2 separate regions of the Oryctolagus cuniculus genome follow, and region 2 is linked to region 1. A link is a contact called in public Micro-C data. All regions are on one chromosome and are shown on one strand. The core of a region is the stretch at or near the end of the contact, and the rest is flanking DNA. Distances in the headings are between cores, read along the strand shown. Region 1 holds the start of FBXL19 (F-box and leucine rich repeat protein 19). Region 2 overlaps BCL7C (BAF chromatin remodeling complex subunit BCL7C).

Region 1 (5,548 bases), core at 1,962-4,461:
CCAGAATTTTTGGGTTCACAGTGCGAGTAAAGTTGTGTTTGCACTATACCGTCCACTAGTAACTATGCAACAGCACCCGGTCTAGAAAACTCCCAAAGTGTTTACCTTCACTTAAAAGTAGTTCTTGGGGGTGCAGGTGCAGTAGTTAGGTTGCCACTTGGGAAACATCCCACACCAGAATGCCTGGTTCAGGTCCCAGCCTCTCTACTTCCCATCCAGCATTTGGCTGGTGCGCACCCTGTGGCCAGCGTATGATGACTCAGATAACCTGAGCTCTGGCTACCCATGTGGGAAACCCAGAAAGTTCTGGGTTCCTGACTTTGGTCTGGCCTAGTCCTAGCTGTTGTGGGCATTTGGGGAATGAACTAGCTAATGAAAGGTCTCTATCTGTCTCATTGCCTTTCAAATAAAACAAAAATAAATAAATATTGGGACCAGTGCTGTGGTATAGCAGGTTAAGCTGCTGCCTGCGGTGCCTGAGTCCTACAGGGGCGCCAGTTTGAGTCCCGGCTGCTCCACTTCTGATCCAGCTCCCTGCTAAGGCACATAGGAAGGCAGTAGAAGATGGCCCAAGTGCTTGGGCCCCTGCACCCCATGGGAGACCCAGAAGGAGCTCCTGGTTTCTGGCTTCGGATCAGCTCAATTCCGGCTGTTTCAGCCATTTGGGGAGTGAACCAGTGGATGGAAGACCTCTCTGTCTCTCTCGCTCTCTGTCACTCTGCCTTTCAAATAAGTAGATAAATATTAAAAGATAAAAAGAAAACCTGCTGTTTGCCACATCAGTTGAGTCTCCTTTTCATGAAAGATTTTTGGTGTGTGATGAGGTGTGATCATTTTTTTTTTTTTTTAATTTGAAAGTCAGAGTTACACAGAGAGAGGAGGAGGGGCAGAGAGAAAGAGAGAGAATCTTCCATCCCCTGGTTCACACTGTCCCCCAATTGACCACAACAGCCGGAGCTGCGCTGATCCAAAGCCAGGAGCCAGGAGCTTCTTCCAGGTCTCCCACCTGGGTGCAGGCATCCAAGCACTTCGACTATCCTCTGCTGCTTTCCAGCATGCATTAGCAGGGAGCTGGATCGGAAGTGGAGCAGCCGGGACACGGACTGGCGCCCACGTGGGATGCCAGCACTGCGGGTGGCGGCTTTACCCGTGATGCCACAGCGCCGGCCCCTAACAATAGAAGGTGGCTGTGTTTCCATTGAAAACCTGTTTTGGGGCTGCTGCCGTGGCTCACTTGCTTAATCCTCTGCCTGCAGCGCCGGCATCCCATATGGGCGCCGGGTTCTAGTCCCAGCTGCTCCTCTTCCAGGCCAGCTCTCTGCTGTGGCCTGAGAGTGCAGTGGAGGATGGCCCAGTGCTTGGGCCCTGCACCCGCATGGGAAACCAGGAGGAAGCACCTGGCTCCTGACTTCGGATTGGCACAGCACCAGCTGGAGCGGCCATTTGGGGAGTGAACAAGCGGATGGAAGACCCTTCTCTCTCTGTCTCTCTCTCTCACTGTCTGTAGCTCTACCTGTCGAATAGAAAAAAAAAAAAAAAAAAAGAAAACCTGTTTTGGGGAAGCAGCCCCGTTTGTGGATGCTCTCAGCCTGGTCTCCTGGAGAACTTACTGGAGCCGCTGCATCGAGCACTTGTGGCTTCAGGTTATAGCACGGCTTCTTTCCTTAACCTCACAAACCAGCAACTTCCGCTGGCTTCAAAGCTTTCTTCTGTGGCTTCCTGGCCTCTCTCAGCCTTTGTAGAACCAGAGACTTCTTCCGGGGTCTTGCCCTGGATTAGGGTTTAGCGGAGGGGAAAGTTGTGACTGGTGTGATTCTCTCCTTATCAGCAGAGAGTTGTTTTGCCTTCTTATCATTCAGCATTCTCGGGTGGGGCAGGTCTTGTTTCCTTCAAGAACTTCGCCTTTGCCATTTGCAGCTTGACTGTTCAGTGGGAGAGGCCTAGCTTCTGGCCTAAGAGGATACTTTGCATAGTTTGTGCAGGTTGGAATGAAAACAAAGGTTTCTCTGGGTACAAACAAAATTTGAAAAACCATGCGTACGAGGGCATTTCACAAAGTTCATGGAAAAAGTGAATTATGAAAACACGATGTATGGATTTAAAAATGATTTATTTATTTGAAAGTTACAGAGAGAGAGAGAGAGAGAGAGAGAGAGAGAGAGATCTTCCATCTGCTGGCTCATTCCTTGGCTGTGCCAGGCCAAAGCCAGGAACTAGGACTTCTTCTAGGTCTCCCATGTGGGTGCAGGGACCCAAGGACTTGGGCCATCTTCTACTGCTTTCCCAGGCCATAGCAGAGAGCTGGACTGGAAGTGGAGCAGCCAGGACTCAAACCAGCACCCATATAGGATACCAGCACTGCAGGCAGTGGCTTTACTCACTATGCCACAGCACCAGCCCAAAAAATAAACTTTCTAGGACTTATTACTTGAAAAAGGATTACAGAGAGAAAGGGATAGACAGAGAGAGGAGAGATGTTCTAGCCACTTGTTCACCCCCCCAAATGGCTGCAACAGCCTGGGCTGGGCCAGGCTGAAACCATGAGCCAGGAGTCTCATCTGGGTCTCTTATGTGGGTGCAGGGGCCCAAGGACTCGGGCCATCCTCCACTGCTTTCCCAGGTACAGCTCCCAGGGAGCTGCATGAGAAGTGGAGCTGTCAGGATTCGAACTAGTGCTCCTATGGGATGCCGGTGCTGCAGGCAGCGACTTTACCCACTATGCCACAGCACCAGCCCCCAAACCTTTTCTTTTCTTTTCTTTTCTTTTTTTTTTTTCGACAGGCAGAGTTAGACAGTGAGAGAGAGAGACAGAGAGAAAGGTCTTCCTTCCATTGGTTCACCTCCCAAGTGGCCGCTATGGCCAGCGCGCTGCGCCAATCCGAAGCCAGGAGCCAGGTGCTTCTCCTGGTCTCCCGTGCGGGTGCAGGGCCCAAGGACTTGGGTCATCCTCCACTGCATTCCCCGGGGCACAGCAGAGAGCTGGACTGGAAGAGGAGCAACCGGGACAGAATCCCGCGCCCCGACCGGGACTAGAACCTGGGGTGCCGGCGCCACAGGCGGAGGATTAGCCTAGTGAGCCGCGGCGCCAGCCCAAAACTTTTAATTTCATTTTCCATGAACCTGTTGAAGTATGCTTCTACAAATAGTATCTGCTCATGATGAGAATTTCACTTATAAAATGAAGAGTTTTTCTATATATATATATATATTTTTTTTTTTTTTCCCTTATTTATTTGAGAGCAGAGAGACAGACAGCTGGCATTTCCCCAAGCCAGGAGCCAGGAACTCAACCCAATCACCTGGGTCATCACCGCTGGCCCCAGGGTCTGCATTTGCAGGAAGCTGGAGTCAGGAGTTGGAGCCCGGGGTTTTGAACCCAGGCTCTCAGTGTTCGATGAGGGCGTCCTGACGGCCACGTTCAGTGCCTACGCCCAGGACCGCAATTTTCCCATCCATAAAATGGGAGCCTGTTCCGCCAGCATCTTAGCTTCAAGGGCGATGCACGCCTCATGAAGCTTAGCAGCTAGTGGAAGAGGCCACGAATCTCATCCGGGAACCACAGAGAAGCTTCAGTGGATGGTGGACAGTGGCGTTTAAATTCAGACCCGAAAGGTGAGCAGCTAACTGGGCGGAACCACCCAGGGATGGGAGGAGGGGAGGTGCAATGCTCTGAAGTCATCCTCCTCGGCGCCAAAATGAAAGCCTCGAGGGCCGAGAGGCAGAGGCACTGGTCTTGGGAGCCCGAGGTTTTCCTGATTGATAAAAGTGCCGGCATAAGGGTTCAGCCTGAGGCCAGGGCCTGCAATGTCGGGAGTGACACCACATTCCCCCACCCCCAACAGAAAAACCACACCCACCAAGTCTCCCGCCGGGCCCCTAAGGCAGAGGGACTCGGCTTGGGGTCCGGAGCAGTGTGGCAGGTGGAGGAGGAGGCGGCGGCGAGTGAGAGGCCCGGAAGTGGGCTGCTGAGGTGCGCAGGTGAAGGCCTCCCAGGGTGCCCGGGAAGCGCCTACAACTTCAGGTGCAGGCATTTGGTGGGTTTGTAGACCCTCGGCCGAATGGAGAAAGGGCGCCCCCTGGGAGCAGTGCTCGGTAGTGCATGCCGGAGGGCCCAGCTGTGGAAGGGCGGAGGGGTGGGCGGCTCAGGATGGGGTGGCCCGCCCAGCCCGGTGTTCTGGTCACTGAAGCGAATTCCGTCCGGCGTGGTGGACTCCTGGATTCCCAGGAAGGCGGTACTGGACGGGACCTCCATAAAGGCACTGTCGTCACGGGCCCGGGGCCAGAGCTGGGCACTTTCGTGAACACTGTCTTGTTTAACACTCCTCTAACTCTGCTTCCAGGTGGGTATCACTATCCCATTTCTCAGATGAGAAAACCGAGGTTTGGTGACTTCCGGGGTGGTGGTGGTGGCAGCGGAGCGGGGCTGGGATTTTTGTACGACCTCAGCCTGGAGCCCTCACGACTTGTAAGATAGCGACCGAGTTCTGGAGGCTTGGGGGTGAGCGGCCTCGGGCGTGAGGCGCCTACGCTTTCGAAGGGACAGCGGCGTGACTTTCGGCGAGAACCACGCCTCCTTTGTCGCGGCAATGCTGACTACCGATGCTTTCCTTTAAGAGCCTTCTCTTGACATATGAAGTCCTTGCCACCCGAGGAGGCGGACATTCTAGATTCCTGGATCGCCCGGGCGTCTTTCTCTCTCATTCGCAGTGATTCCCCACTGGTGACATAAACTCTCCCCCCTTCCCCCAGCGAGTGAAAGCCCAGGACTACTTTTCCCGGCAGGCTCTGCTGAGCGGGGTGGCCGGAGTGCCGGGGAAGGGGCCCTTCCGGTTCCGTCGGCCTGCACATTCCCACAGCCAACGTCCTTTCTCCGTAGAGCTCAGGAAAGGACTACGTCCCCCAGCAGGCACTGGCGCAGAGGTCGAGTGTCCGGGACGCCATCTTTGCTGTAGTCCCGCCCTCCACTTCTGCAGGGACTAGCCCTAGCGCCTGGACTACAACTCCCATGCGCCATCTCCCCACCCTCACTTACTCTGGCCGCCATCTCTGCCGGCAGTCCCCGCCCCGTCCCGTTCCATTGTCTGGACTGAAGATAATAGAGAGGAGCTGGGAAGACTGCAACTCCCGCCAGGCTTTGCGCCACCGGGTGGGGGATTTCGCTATTGCAGGCGGGCGAGGTGCCCAAGGTGGTGGAATGAGGCGACGGAGAGGCTAGGTAGCCTGCCATCTTTATGGTAGTCTCCTTCTTCTCCTGGCTCCGCCATTCTTAAAGAACACCAGAAGACTAGGAAACTACTATTCCCATCGCACCTCATGAAATCGAGTGCTAGTCAGGTGTACGCCCCTCTTCCGCCATCTTGCTTGTAGTCCTCATTCCTTTTCACCTTTCCATTGTTCCTGACGAATAGAAATGGCAGCGGGAAGGCAGCAGATGGACTGCGACTCCCGTCAGGTACCACACACGCGGAGGGTTGTGGACAGGAGGGCGTGTGAGTGCCTGGGAAGGAGGTCGGGTCGGGGGAGAAGGCCATCTTGTTTGTAGTCATCG
Region 2 (5,548 bases), core at 1,740-4,239, 36 kb before region 1:
CTATTGCTGCCTTCATGTTAAAAATTTTTCTAGTATTCTATTTTTTAAAAAGATTTTATTTATTTGAAAGGTAAATTTACATAGAGAGAGGGAGAGACAGAGAAAGGTCTTCTACCCCCTGGTTCACTCCCCAAATGGCTGCAATGGCCAGAGCTGGGCTGATCTGAAGCCAGGAGCTTCCTCCAGGTCTCCCACGCGGGTGCAGGGGCCCATGCACTTGGGTCATCTTCTACTGCTCTCCCAGGCCATAGCAGAGAGCTGGATCAGAAGAGGAGCAGAGGGACACAAACCAGCGCCCAAATGGAATGCTGGTGCCACAGGCGAGGCTTAGCCTACTACACCACAGCGCCAGCTCCCTAGTATTCCATTTTAATTCTCTTTCTTCTGTTTTATTTTCTTTTAAAGATTTATTTATTTATTTATTTGAAAGGCAATGTTACAGAGAGGCAGAGCAGAGAAAGAGAGAGACGTTTCCAACTGCTGGTTCGCTCCCCAAAGACCACATGGCCAGAGCTGAGCTGATTTGAAGCCAGGAGCCTGGAGCTTCATCCAGGTCTCCTATGTGACCCAAGGACCTGGGCCATCTTCTACTGCTTTCTCAGGCCATAGCAGAGAGCTGGATCAGAAGTGGAGCAGCCGGGACTCGAACTGGTGCCCATATGGAATGCTGGCGCTGCAGGCAGCAGCTTTACCCGCTACACCACAGCACCAGCCCCTTCCTTCTTTTAGTCTATTCTTTTGAATTATTTTGTTTTATTTTTATTTATTTGAAAGGCAGTATGACAGAGATAGAGTGAGGATCTTTTAACCACTGATTCCCTCCTCAAATGCTTGCAACAGTTAGGGTTGGGCCAGGTCAAGCTGGGAGTCAGGAACTCCATCTGGCTCTCCTTTGTGGGTGGCAGGAACCCAAGTACTTGGGCCATTCTCTCCTGCCTCCCAAGTGCATTACGAGGAAGCTGGATAGGAAGCAGGAGCCAGGGTATCCCTTGTGGGTGGCAGGTGGCAAATACTTGAGCCATCTTCTACTGCTTTTCCAGCTGCTCGGCAGGGAGCTGGACTGGAAGTAGAACAGCCTGGACTCAAAATGGCGCTCCAGTGTGGGATGCTGGGATTACAGCAGCGGTGTAAGCCACTGCCCACCTCTCTCTCAACTATGAATGATTCTCCTGGGGATTACAATCAACATCTCAGAACAACACAGGAGTGGGTGTTGGCCTAAAGGCCAAGATGCCTTCATGTTAACAGCAATAATATACAAAACCTTTGCTTCTATCCTTCTCTTTCCCCTGCTCCTCCTTTGACATACAATTTGCTTCTTCACATATTAAAGTACATAAACAGTTTTATAATTACAAATGGTCCTGCAACTTACAATGGTTCGACATGATTTACCAGCTTCACAATGGAAGAAAACAATACACATTCAGTAGAAACTGATCTTCAGGGGCCAGCACTGTGTGCAGCAGGTTAGAGGCCTGGCCTGAAGCACCTGCATCCCATATGGGCCCTGGTTCGAGACCTGGCTGCTCTACTTCCGATCCAGCTCTCTGCTATGGCCTAGGAAAGCAGTGGAAGATGGCCCAAGTCCTTGGGCCGCTGCATCTGTGTGGGAGACTGGACGAAGCTCCTGGCTCCTGGCTTGGGATCAGGGCAGCTCCTGTCATTGTAGCCATCTGGGGAATGAACCAGCAGATGGAAGACCTCTCCCCCGCCTCTCTGCCTCTGCCTCTCTGTAACTCTGCCTTTCAAATAAATAAATCTTTTAAAAAAATTTACTGTTGGGGTCAGTGCTATGGTATAGTAGGGCCCCCACCTATGGTGCCAACATTCCACATGGGCACCAGTTCAAATCCTGGCTTCTCCATTTCCAATCCAGCTCTCTGCTATGGCCTGAGAAAGTAGTGGAAGATGGCTCAAGTGCTTGGGCCCCTGCACTCACATGAGAGAACAGGAAGGAGCTCCTGGCTTCAGATCGGCCCACTTCTGGCCATTGCCACCATTTGGGGAGTGAACTGGCAGATGGAAAATTTCTCTTACAAATAAATAAATCTTAAAAAAAAAAATAAGAAAAGCAAACACCTGGCCCAGCCCTGCATAGAAGATCGCTCTGTCTCTCTCCACCTCCTCTGTAACGCTGCCTTTCAAATAAATTAACCTTTTTAAAATCAGTGTATTTTTTTTAAATGCCCAAATAAACAAATAGAGAGACAGGAAGCCCGCTGGTGCTAGTCTGGGGGACGGAGCGCGCTGGAGGAAGGCCTGGGAACCACTGCTCACCACTGCGGTTTCTTTCAGGGCTGATTAAAATGTTCTAACACTGCGCTAATTGCTCAATTGTACACGTCAAACCGGTGAGTGGGAGGGTGTGTGGATTAAGCTCAATAAAGCTGCTGTTTTTAAACATACGTCTCCAGTGAAATGCACAGGGGTTCAGTGATTACTTCCCCTGAGGTAGGAGGTGGCGGTTCACCTGCGCCAGGACCGCTGTCGGTTCCGTACCAGGTGCGGTTCCGTACCAGGTGCGTGAGCCGGCGGGGAGCGGTCAGCAGCAAGCACTCGCTACCAGGCAGGACTGAGTGGCCACACAAGCCCCCTGGGCCGCTGACCTGCACCCGAGCCTCAGTTCTCTGATCTGTAAAACGGGTTGAAGCCACAAACACCCTGTGAGAAATGAGAGGAATGAGCCTGCACAGCAAGCCCGCCACGGCCGCCCCGCTACCCTGGACTTAAATTCCTCCTCCTGAGTCGCAGATTCCTCCACTGGACAGCAGGGGGATACGGTGTGGTCCGAGGTGCAAGCGAGTCCTCCCGGCCCTAAAGCACGGCCGGGGAACCCAAGGCCCACTCGGGGTTACGACGCTGCCCACGACCGGACCTCGAGGCAGGGAGCCCAGGAGGCGCAGGCCGAGCGCAGGGCGCCCGCTCCGACCCCCGCCGGCGGCGGGAGCACAGGCCCCGCCCCGCCCCGCCCCGCCGGAAGTCCGCCGTCGGCCCCTCTAGCACGCGCGCGCCGCGTCGGTGGCCTTAACCCTTCCCCGGGCCGCGCCTGCTCCCCGCGGGCCGGCCGTGCCGAGGCACGCTGCCCTCCTTTGTTTCCTCCGAGCTTCACAAAAGGCCGAGGCGGAGGTAGGGCCGCAGGCTCGCGTTGCACAGATGGCGACCGAAGGCATTACCGGCGCTGTCCCGGAACCTGGCGCCCCGCTCGTGGCTGGGTTCTCTCAGTGCCACCGCCCCCTCGCTGGCTGCCTCCCAAGATCTTGTCCGAAGACATCGAGACCTCACGCAGGGTCGTTACGATGACTTTTCTTTGGCACTGCATTTCTGAAATTATCTAGAGTGCACGAAACTGCCCGGGGGTGCGACAAAGCACACGCGGGGAACGTTCACCTGGCAAACCTTGGTTTACATCATGCGGTTGCGGACCTGGTACAAAGACGAGGAACAGAGTATTGGCTCCATTTTTCAGATGAGGCAACCAAGGTCCTGACAGGGCAAGGGCTTTTGCCCGGGTCACGGGGAGAACAAATCAGTCTGAACCTAGAAGGGTGCATTCTTACCCTGAGTCCCAACCCGCCGGGACACCACGAGCCCCCTGACTTGGAACAAAGGAGAGGACAGGCAAGAAAAGCCCCAGACAAATGTGACAGTGGGAGAGCAAGTGATGGTGCGCAGCCCTCCTGCCTGCCCGGCGTCACCAACCAGAAACATCCCCGCCTTCCCAGGCCTGCAGACACACAGCTGGGGGTTCTGCCAGGCGCTCGCGGCGCCTGTCCCAAATGAGTCCCGGTGACTTTGGGCCTCCCCGGGCCCGCCGGGAGGTGGAACCAAGCGGAAACCCCGGCGCCTTTCCAGTGGCTGGGAAAACAGAGCATTGCACTTTATACAGGAGAAAGGAAGCCGGGCTTGCTTTAGTTCTTCCATTGATCACTAAGTAGTAAGCACCTGCTGTTTCCCTGCCTGCCCGGAGGAAGACAAAGGAGAGCCAGAGACGGGGAAGTGGAAGATCCGATAAAGAGGAAGCCCAGAGACTAAGCAAGGAGCTGACCGGGTTCGGAGGTCAGGGAGCCTTCCTGCAGGAGGTGAGATGAGCCCGAGACTGAAAGATCAGTCAGCCATGGCCTTGGCCACGAGGAAGGGAAGAGTTCCCCCAGGCAGAGGGAGCAGCAAGTGTGAGCGGGGAGGGAGCCTGGCCAGCTGCGGTGTGTTAGAAATTAGGAGCATGGGGGAGGGGCCCAGGGGCCACACTGAGCAGGGCCTCATGGGCAAAGGCAGGTAAGAACCGGCGGGCGGGCGGACACCCAGCGGGCAGGAAGTGAGGCATGAGAACAGGAAGCAGAGGCAAGAAGATGAGCAACAGGCCAGGCCTGCTGGAGCTCCGCCCTCAGTCTTAAGGCTCTGCAAGGCCTCAACGAGATGAGGAAGACACTAGGGAGTGGTAGGGATGGGGTGACCAGGGCAGCCAGGGAGCTGCCCTCCCTCGTGATGACCACCCTGGGAAGCGAACTCCATGTCTCAGAACTTCTGCTTTCAAGAGTGCCTGGGGGCCCCCAGCGCTGTGGTGTAGCGGGGAAAGCCGCCGCCTGCAGTGCCAGCATCCCACAGGGGCACGGGTTTGAGTCCCGGCTGCTTCACTTCCGATCCAGCTCTCTGCTGTGGTCTGGGAAAGCAGTAGAAGATGGCCAAGTCTTTGGGCCCCTATACCCATGTGGGAGACCTGGAAGAGGCTCCTGGCTTCAGATCCATGCAGCTCCGGCCATTGTGGCCACCTGGGGAGTAAAACGGTAGATGGAAGACCTCTCTCTTTCTCTCTCTCTCTCTCTCTCTCTCTCTCTCTCTCTCTGTGTCTGCCTTTCTGTAACTCTGACTTTCAAATAAATAAATAAATCTTAAAAAAAAAAAAAAAAGCCACCGCCCATAGGAGTGACGGTTTGGGTCTTGGCTGCTCCATTTTCCTTTGTTCTCCACTTAGCAGAGTGATCTTGCTCAAAATGAAGTCTATGGAATACAACTTAGCAATAAAAAGGCCCATGCCTCTGATCCATGGAAAAACATGGGCCACTCTCAAGAATATTCCACAGCATGCAGCGGGTTAAGCCACGGCTTGTGATGCCAGCATTCCATATCAGAGTGCCGGCTGGAGTCCCAGCTGCTCCACTTCTGATTCAGCTCCTTGTTAACTGCACCTGCAAAATCCGCAGATAATGGCCCAAGTACTTGGGCTCCTGCCAACCACAGGGGAGACCCAGAAGGAGTTACAAGCTCCTAGCTTCAGCCTGGCGCAGCCCTGGCTGTTGCAGACATTTAGGGAGTGAACCAGCAAGTGGAAGCTTGCCCTCTCTCACTCTGCCTTTAAAAATGTATGTCACAGCAGCTGGTGCTGTGGCAGGTGAAGCCGCCGCCTGCAGTGCCGGCATCCCACACGGGCACCAATTAGAGTCCCGGCTGCTCCACTTCTGGTCCAGCTCCTTGCAAATGCGCTTGGGAAAGCAATGGAAGATGGCCCAAGTGCTTGGGCCCCTGCACCCGCACAGGAGACCTGGAAGAA

The links. A called contact is a pair of places that touch in the nucleus more often than the background predicts.
Region 2: a contact with region 1 is called in a Micro-C map of ear pinna, with 1.9 times the contacts expected there. The contact joins the enhancer-like site here to the promoter of FBXL19 in region 1. A contact is called at or near these places in 5 of 6 Hi-C or Micro-C datasets (ear pinna, liver, psoas muscle and 2 more).

Annotation. Positions count from the first base shown.
Region 1 is chr19:6,224,015-6,229,562 of mOryCun1.1, reverse strand. FBXL19 (F-box and leucine rich repeat protein 19) reads left to right here and starts at 3,211. Exons shown (of 11, transcript XM_070064852.1): 1 at 3,211-4,340.
Region 2 is chr19:6,260,147-6,265,694 of mOryCun1.1, reverse strand. All of the region lies in intron 5 of BCL7C (BAF chromatin remodeling complex subunit BCL7C), which reads right to left. It overlaps LOC127487909 (a long non-coding RNA gene), which reads left to right. Exons shown (of 3, transcript XR_007915179.2): 2 at 1-5,548. Among named protein-coding and RNA genes, the nearest start is that of BCL7C, 11 kb to the right of the region's middle. Within about 2 kb of position 2,989, at least 5 of the 8 cell types and tissues checked have an H3K27ac peak or open chromatin away from gene starts, as enhancers often do. A contact at or near this core is called in ear pinna, where this site is marked.